Linked DNA regions of Zea mays: region 1 is linked to region 2. A link is a contact called in public Hi-C data. All regions are on one chromosome and are shown on one strand. The core of a region is the stretch at or near the end of the contact, and the rest is flanking DNA. Distances in the headings are between cores, read along the strand shown. Region 1 holds the start of LOC100304267 (Eukaryotic translation initiation factor eIF2A family protein). Region 2 holds the start of LOC100275076.

Region 1 (3,527 bases), core at 252-2,751, 200 kb before region 2:
GTAACCTTGTGAAACTAGTTTGCAGAAACACAGTCTAATTACCCAAATAAAATGTAACAAATCAGACCTTAGCCTCTGGGACGAATCCAGCAACATGAGATCCTGGTGCAGTTGCTAGCTTCATCGTAGCTATGCCAGGCATTCTTATCCTATACAAAATTCCTTTTGCAAAATCTTTTGGATCAAAGAATTGTATCTCATTAGGCATCATCCGGCAAGCGACCGATTCATCCGCAGAAAACTGAACCATTGGCCTGCGGGTTCAGTCAAAATATCATGCATCAAGAACTCAAATGCATCTCATGCTTACGCAAATTGAGCCTAAATCAGATTTATAGATACTTTCTCCTATACTGTCTCAGGTTTCTTTTTTGCCTAAGCTCGTGTATGCAGCTAAAGGAGAATCCACATAGAATGGTGGCAGAAAGTGTCAGAATATCAAACCCAGGAACCAGGATAAAATTTTTAATCAGTAGCCAATCCAATCACTAAGGATCAGGTGCTAGGAGATATCTTTAAAATCGAGTACCAGTTTTGTTTCCTTGCCAGTCTCCCAAAAGAAGCATCATCCAGCTTGATAGGGACCTCAGTGATAGATGTGTATGCAACTGTGCAAGAGTTCAAACATAGCTACCATATGACATCGCTGACTTAACGAATTATTGCAATAACAAATATGCTGGATGTAGTTAACAAGCGAGCGTCTGCCACTATCTCCCATAAAATGTTCATCTGCTAAATCAGTATTAGTAAGATGCTAAATGCTACAAAATGTACCCACAGTACATCTCTACAAGCATAATGAAGCATAAAGAGTGCAGGCAGGCAGCATAAGTTATCAGTGTCATGAGAGCCCAAGTAACACGAACCAGGTGGTTTTAGACATGCTCTTCTGATAGTGTTGGTAAAGAGCGGCAGCTGTGTCGACGTGCCAGACCGTGACATTCTTCTCCTGCGGCGAGGATGACTTCTGGAAGGTCTGCAGATACGCCCCCGTGGGCGATAGCGCAGCGGCGAGGAGACCCGGGAGCTCGAAGCACTTGACTACAGCGAGTGTGCGGCAGTCGTAGACGGTGGCCGAGGCCGATGCCACCGTCGCGAGCAGGCGGGCACCGTCGGTGGAGAAAGAGGTGGCGCTGCACGCCGTCTTGGGGAGTCTCTGCGGCGGGCTGGTGGTGCCCGGCGGGTAGGGGGGTCCGGACCACACCGTGACTCCGTCGGGCTCGCGAACTGCGACGTTGGCGCATTCCGTCAAACGCGAGATGTTATGGGAGAAACGCGGCGAGGAGAGAGAGAGAGGGATGTGTGAGGATACCTAGGATCTCGAGGGCCGGCGGTGGCGATGCCATGGCCGAGCACGCGACAAGTCCTCTGGGGCCGCCGGCGAGATCGCGAGCACAGTGACGCGCGGCGGCGGCGCGGGACGGAGAGGTTGGGGACGGCGTCGCGTCCAGGAGAAGAGATGCGGGGTGCTGTCAATTTGCTTGCTGCTGCAGCTGACAGGTGGGACTAAGTCACTAAGCTTCGTGAGGCCGCCGTTGTCAGTGTAAATGGATCGTGTTCTGGGACATGGGCTACTTTAATAGTCTGGGTTCCGTACGATCTGGCCCATTTTAGCTGACTGGTCAGCCCACCCAAAACCTTCCTGAAATTGCAAGTTGGGATTCATTCTAGTGGGCCATCTAGGAAGAGAAAAGAAATCCTAAATCCTAAAATAAGAAAAAACAATGTATCTAAAAGGCAAGAGAAAATAGTCATCACAATAAGAGAGAGCGATTTCTCTAAAGTAGTAAGAAAAAAATACCTGGAGATAAAATATCCTTAAAATTGAAACATAGCTACTACTAAAATCCCTAAAAACGGATTATGAAAACGAAACGGTACCGAATGCTAAAAAAGCAAGAAAGAGAACAAATATCAATGGTCCGTCTTCGCCTATAGCGCTCGAACCACACCCGGTGCTTCATGTGAGCCACCAAACATGTTGCCGCGAGCCAAGTAGCAAACCGGGTTCCCATACTATCCCTCCTTGGCTCCTTGTTCAAGTGGTTATCCTTTAGCTCTGCGGCTCTGCCCATCGACCGTCGTGGCTACCTTCTTTCCCTATATTTTTTTCCTCCTCTAACTAGTTTGGGAACCATATTTTTCCAAAATATTTTTTATTTTTACAAGAAAAAATGAACTAATCTTACTTCGAAAAATGAAAATTATTTGAAAAAATAGGGTTCTCAAACTAGCACTAAATTTCTAAATCTCTAGCCTAATTCGTCGAAGAAGCTCAATCTCAACGGACGTGGAGAAGAGCGAACGGATCAGGCGGCGAACATTGAGCTAAAGAATAGTGTGAAAATTGACCGAGAAAAAAATCAGTCATAAATGAGACTAGAATTAGCAGCGCCCTATCGGGCGCTATAAAATTCTCTAATCTAGCATCAATGTTTGAGGAGAAATGGTAAGAATCTATATGAACCATATGATCACTGAAGCATCCCTACGACTTGACTCATTATTGGACGATCCTGTGGCTTCATCTAAATGCATAAAGACAAGTAATATTTCTTCAACCATCTTCCTCAGATATTGCAGTAAGCTCCGATGAGAAATGGTAAGAATCTGCTGCAGGCATATTAGGATCATCATCTTCACAGAAGAATGGCCTAGAAGGCATTTGCAGGCCCAGGCCATGAGTGCCACACTCGAGCATCTCTATGATCTCGCCCATGGTCGGACGATCCTGCGGCTTCATTTGAATGCAGCGTAGCCCAGCGATGCACAGTTTCCTCTCCAACTCATGCATGTCTGCCGCAACAGAAATCTCGCCAGCTTCTTGTTCCGCTAGACGGTCATAAACCTAGGCCGGGTACTATGCTCGGCTTGAGTTGGCTGCATTCCTTCACCCTCCTGCCATGTCGAGCAGTAGCATACCAAAACTATAAACATCAGATTTGCTTGATATGGCACCAAAGCTACGAGATATCATTTCAGGAGCTATGTACCCAATAGTTCCCCGCATGGCGCTTGCTGGCACAAAGCTCTTGTCTCTAGGGTACAACTTGGCAAGGCCAAAGTCAGAAACCTTTGGGACAAAATTGCTGTCCAAAAGAATGTTGTGTGGCTTGATGTCAAAGTGAAGGATCTGTATGTCGCACCCTAGATGCAGGTATGTAGTTGATTCCCCTTGCAATGCCCAAAGCAATCTCGTTGAGCATATCCCAAGAAAAACTTCTTTCGGCCGAGAATATGTACTCACAGACCAGTGCCCTCCTCATTTCCTCTGCACAGAAGCCCACAAGGCGAACCACATTGATGTGGTGAATCCTACCGATGGTGGAGAATGAACTCGCCCCCATTGCAGTTGGAGTTGCCCAGCATCTTGACGGCAACATACATATTGCCTGCTGCGAGTAGTAGGCCCTTGTATACGGACCCGTATCCGACATGCATATTGCAAGTAACGGATCCCAGCGAGGAAGAGGGCAGCTGTTGTGCATATCCAAATTGGCGTCCACAACCCAGAAGGAATGATT
Region 2 (3,524 bases), core at 817-3,316:
TTCGGTTTGCCTTCTAAAACTGGGTGTGACACGTGTGGGAGGGAGACTGGGTGTGGGGATGGGCGGTCGGCGGCGGATGGGACTAGTGTTGGCGCTGGGCGTGTGGCCATGGGAGTTTAGGGTTTTTTGGGCTTCAATTTCATGGGCCTCATTTTGAATATTGTCTATATAATTGTTAAATTTATATCTCGGGTATCCACTAGATACCCACGGGTAAAATATAATATTCATACCCTACCCGATATTCTTCGGGTATCCGACCCGATAAGACTCTGTACCCATATCCATATCCATCGAGTACGAAACCTGTGGGTATCCATACCGCAGGTCCAACTGCCATCCCTAGTGTGGTCCTCTACTCCTTTGCTGGCTCCTCTGCCCCCCGACGTCCAATCTCCTCTGCAGTCTGCACAAACTGACTGTTGGCTCTTGTCTTGGCCTGGACAATCTGGTAAGTGGTAATCCTGATTGTATATGCATTCCATTAATCCAGAGTGTATTAGACAATCTGGTAAGCTGACTGCATATGGATTCCATTATTGCATAGTAGATTAGAGGTGAAATGATTGTCTGAAATTATAATATATTGAGATTTCCCTATATCGTTTAAAAAACTACGTTTAAACTTTATTTAAAATGTTAAAAAGTCAAAACTCCACCCATAAAGGTTTTAATGTTTCGTTGTTTTAATAATCTTATCGCTAATAATAATATACTAATATATTTTACATAAAACTATATTAGCTTAATTGATCTTTACCTAAAACACTATTATTAGAATGAAATCCAATTCCAAAGATCCAAATGGTATCAATCACAGTCACTGCTGCAAAGTTACTGTTACCAATAATTGGGATCGATATCATAGAAAAAAACTTCTCAACTTTAATGCCAATGTTCGTGAATGCCATTCAATAAGAGGAAGGTTAGGTTGATTTTAAAACTTAGGGCCTGTTTGAGAGAGCTTTGCTTCAAAAACTTCAGCTTTGATTTTCCAGTTTCACTATAAAACAGCTCCAGCAAATTGTTAAGGTGAGTTCTAGGAGCGTTTGGTTTGTGTATGGACTCCAACTTCTATAGTACAATTGATTTGTGTGGGTTTCCTTGATTATCCTTGATGATTAGTGTGTTGTCGCCAGAGAGAATGGAAGTTGTATGTTGCGTAACCAGTGGCATGGTGGGTAATTTTCGTACAGCTTCATGAGGAGATATAAAAACAGTGTTTTTCAAGCACCCTGTAAGGAGCTTCATGAATTTCATGAAACGGGGCTCTAGTTTCATTTTTTTTAAAACTAAAGCTCGTGGAGCTGGACGTGTTTGGGTTGAAGAAGTTAGAACGAAATTAAAATTCTTGAAGTGAAGCTCTCCCAAACATGGTCTTACTCTCTCCGTCCCAAAATAGATATATATGTAAATTATATTTATATGTTATTTAATAAATATATAATTAGTTTAAAACAAATTATATTTTAGATGAATTACATTTGGGTTTGTTCGGTTATTCCTATCCCATATGGATTTGATGAGATTGAAAAAGATTATAAATTTTTTTGATTTGTTCGGGATTAAAACTCATTCAATTTCACTCAGTCCATATAGATTAAGAGCAAAACGAACATGCCCTTAAACGGTGCAACATCACCAACCCCATGGAATATCGGTTCTGCTATCTTAAAATTTAATTTATTCTGTGCTAGGATTATTTTAAAATGAAAGAAGCACTATCTCACAGCTGATAATAAAGCGCAAAAAACTAATGGCAACGGAGAAATAATAATCTCAAATACGGCGAACAGAGACCGGCGGCGCGGGCGAGGTGGAGCTACGCATCCTGATTAGGGTTTATGGCGTGCTGACTTGGGCCGGCCTCAAAACTGGGCTCAGCGGGGAGTGTGTACAGTCCATAAACGGCCCAAAAGTTGAAAGAAAAGAAAAAAAAGTAATGAAATCCAACGGGATTTTCCGGCATCTAGCGAGTACGACTAGCGCCCCACGCTGCCGACCCGATCCAAAATCCGACCGTTGTGCAGCGCAGGAGCGCTCCCCTTCTCCTCCCTTCTGAACAGCTTTTCCGCCCGTCTCCACTGTTCACTCTCCAGTTGCGACTTGCGAGTCTTCCTGCAACTAGCGCGCACACCGAATTGTTGGCAAGAGAGAAACCCTTCCTCGTCCCGTTCAACCGGCGCCGCCGACTCGCGTGTTCCTCCCCGCGTCCTCGTTCTCCTTGCTGCTGGACCCGCTAGTGGGGATCGACCTGATTTCTCCTGTGCTGGTAAACCCTAGCGCTCTTTCCACCCCTCGCTTTTTTTTTGCCCGCATTCGCTGTGACGTGAACGACTGAAGCGAAACCGTGACGTTCCTACGGTACTTGAGCCCGTTTGGTCCAGTTGCGGCCATTCCTGGGATGCCGCGTATCGGCGTATGTGGATTTATTCGCTGTTCCGAGTTAGCCCTCCGTGTGGCCACACGTTTTGAGCACGCGCCCAAGGTCTCAGTGGGGTTCATAATCCATCAGTTAGGGGAGCGAGCGATTCGAAAATTCTTTCGTTGTTAATTTTTTGGCAGAAGCAGATCGGATGCTTATGTAAAATCCCAGTTAGATCTTGGTTGACTAATATAGAATATGTGCGTTTTGATGTTATTTATTGGGTTCACTAATTTAGTGGTGCTTCCGTTTATGCCATCTAAATTGAAAGTGATATCATACAGGTGCGCAAAGAAAGGTTGTGCAGTTACATCACCAATCTAGGCACCGTCTCCTCTACGGTGCTTGTTCCCCTGGTTATGTACTTCTGAATTATGATCCAGTTTTGCATGTTTGCCGTTTGGTGATACGTCGAATCCATATTAAATTAGCACCCCCAGAGCTTATTTCAGATCTTGTTCAGTTTATGTACAACAGAAATACCGTATAGAAGTCACCATTTATTGTTTCTATGTTCTGATTAGTTTCTCTTTACAGTCAATTGGATATTACCCAGGCTTTCAAGGTAGAAAAGAAGCTTTTTGTTCCATCATGGCCTTATCAACTCCAGCGTCTATTTTGGTTGACGAGAACCAACAGATAAATAGAGGTGAGATTGCATTTTTTGTCAAAAACTAATTTGTGAAAAGGAATTTTCCTGAAATAGATACATTTTTTTATCTGTATGTTCAGGTAAGAGGGCCGATGGACCAAGGGCCAAAGGGCTGAAGCCATCCGAGAATCCTGGCAATCAAGGGAGGAGAGCTCTTAAGGATTTGTCCAACTTCTCTAAAGGCACTGGTTTGAAGGACACTTCCACCCTGAAAGAGAAGTCCCAGCAGAAGCCTCGTAGTAATGTGGCCAACACTATTAAAGGCAATGCTTTGAAGGACAAGCCCATCCTGAAAGAGAAGTCCACCCAGGAACAGAGGTCAAAAGCTCTTAAGAACCCAATGAAAATTTTAGTTGATGAAGAGATCAAAATGTGCCATGAGTGGGCTAAGGATGGGGTGGAGGGATTTCACTCAACACAAAATAATTCTCAAAAGTTGGATAAGGA

What was found. A called contact is a pair of places that touch in the nucleus more often than the background predicts.
Region 1: a contact with region 2 is called in a Hi-C map of leaf, with 10 times the contacts expected there. The contact joins the promoter of LOC100304267 here to the promoter of LOC100275076 in region 2. A contact is called at or near these places in 14 of 25 Hi-C or Micro-C datasets (bundle sheath, ear, endosperm and 5 more) and 2 of 3 datasets of contacts at active chromatin or transcription factors (leaf and seedling).

The regions. Positions count from the first base shown.
Region 1 is chr5:186,170,313-186,173,839 of Zm-B73-REFERENCE-NAM-5.0, reverse strand. LOC100304267 (Eukaryotic translation initiation factor eIF2A family protein) reads right to left here and starts at 1,501. Exons shown (of 13, transcript NM_001165710.1): 1 at 1,316-1,501; 2 at 870-1,230; 3 at 68-254. The coding sequence starts at 1,349. It also overlaps the pseudogene LOC103628745.
Region 2 is chr5:185,967,875-185,971,398 of Zm-B73-REFERENCE-NAM-5.0, reverse strand. LOC100275076 reads left to right here and starts at 2,066. Exons shown (of 6, transcript NM_001149264.1): 1 at 2,066-2,272; 2 at 2,982-3,074; 3 at 3,158-3,524. The coding sequence starts at 3,017.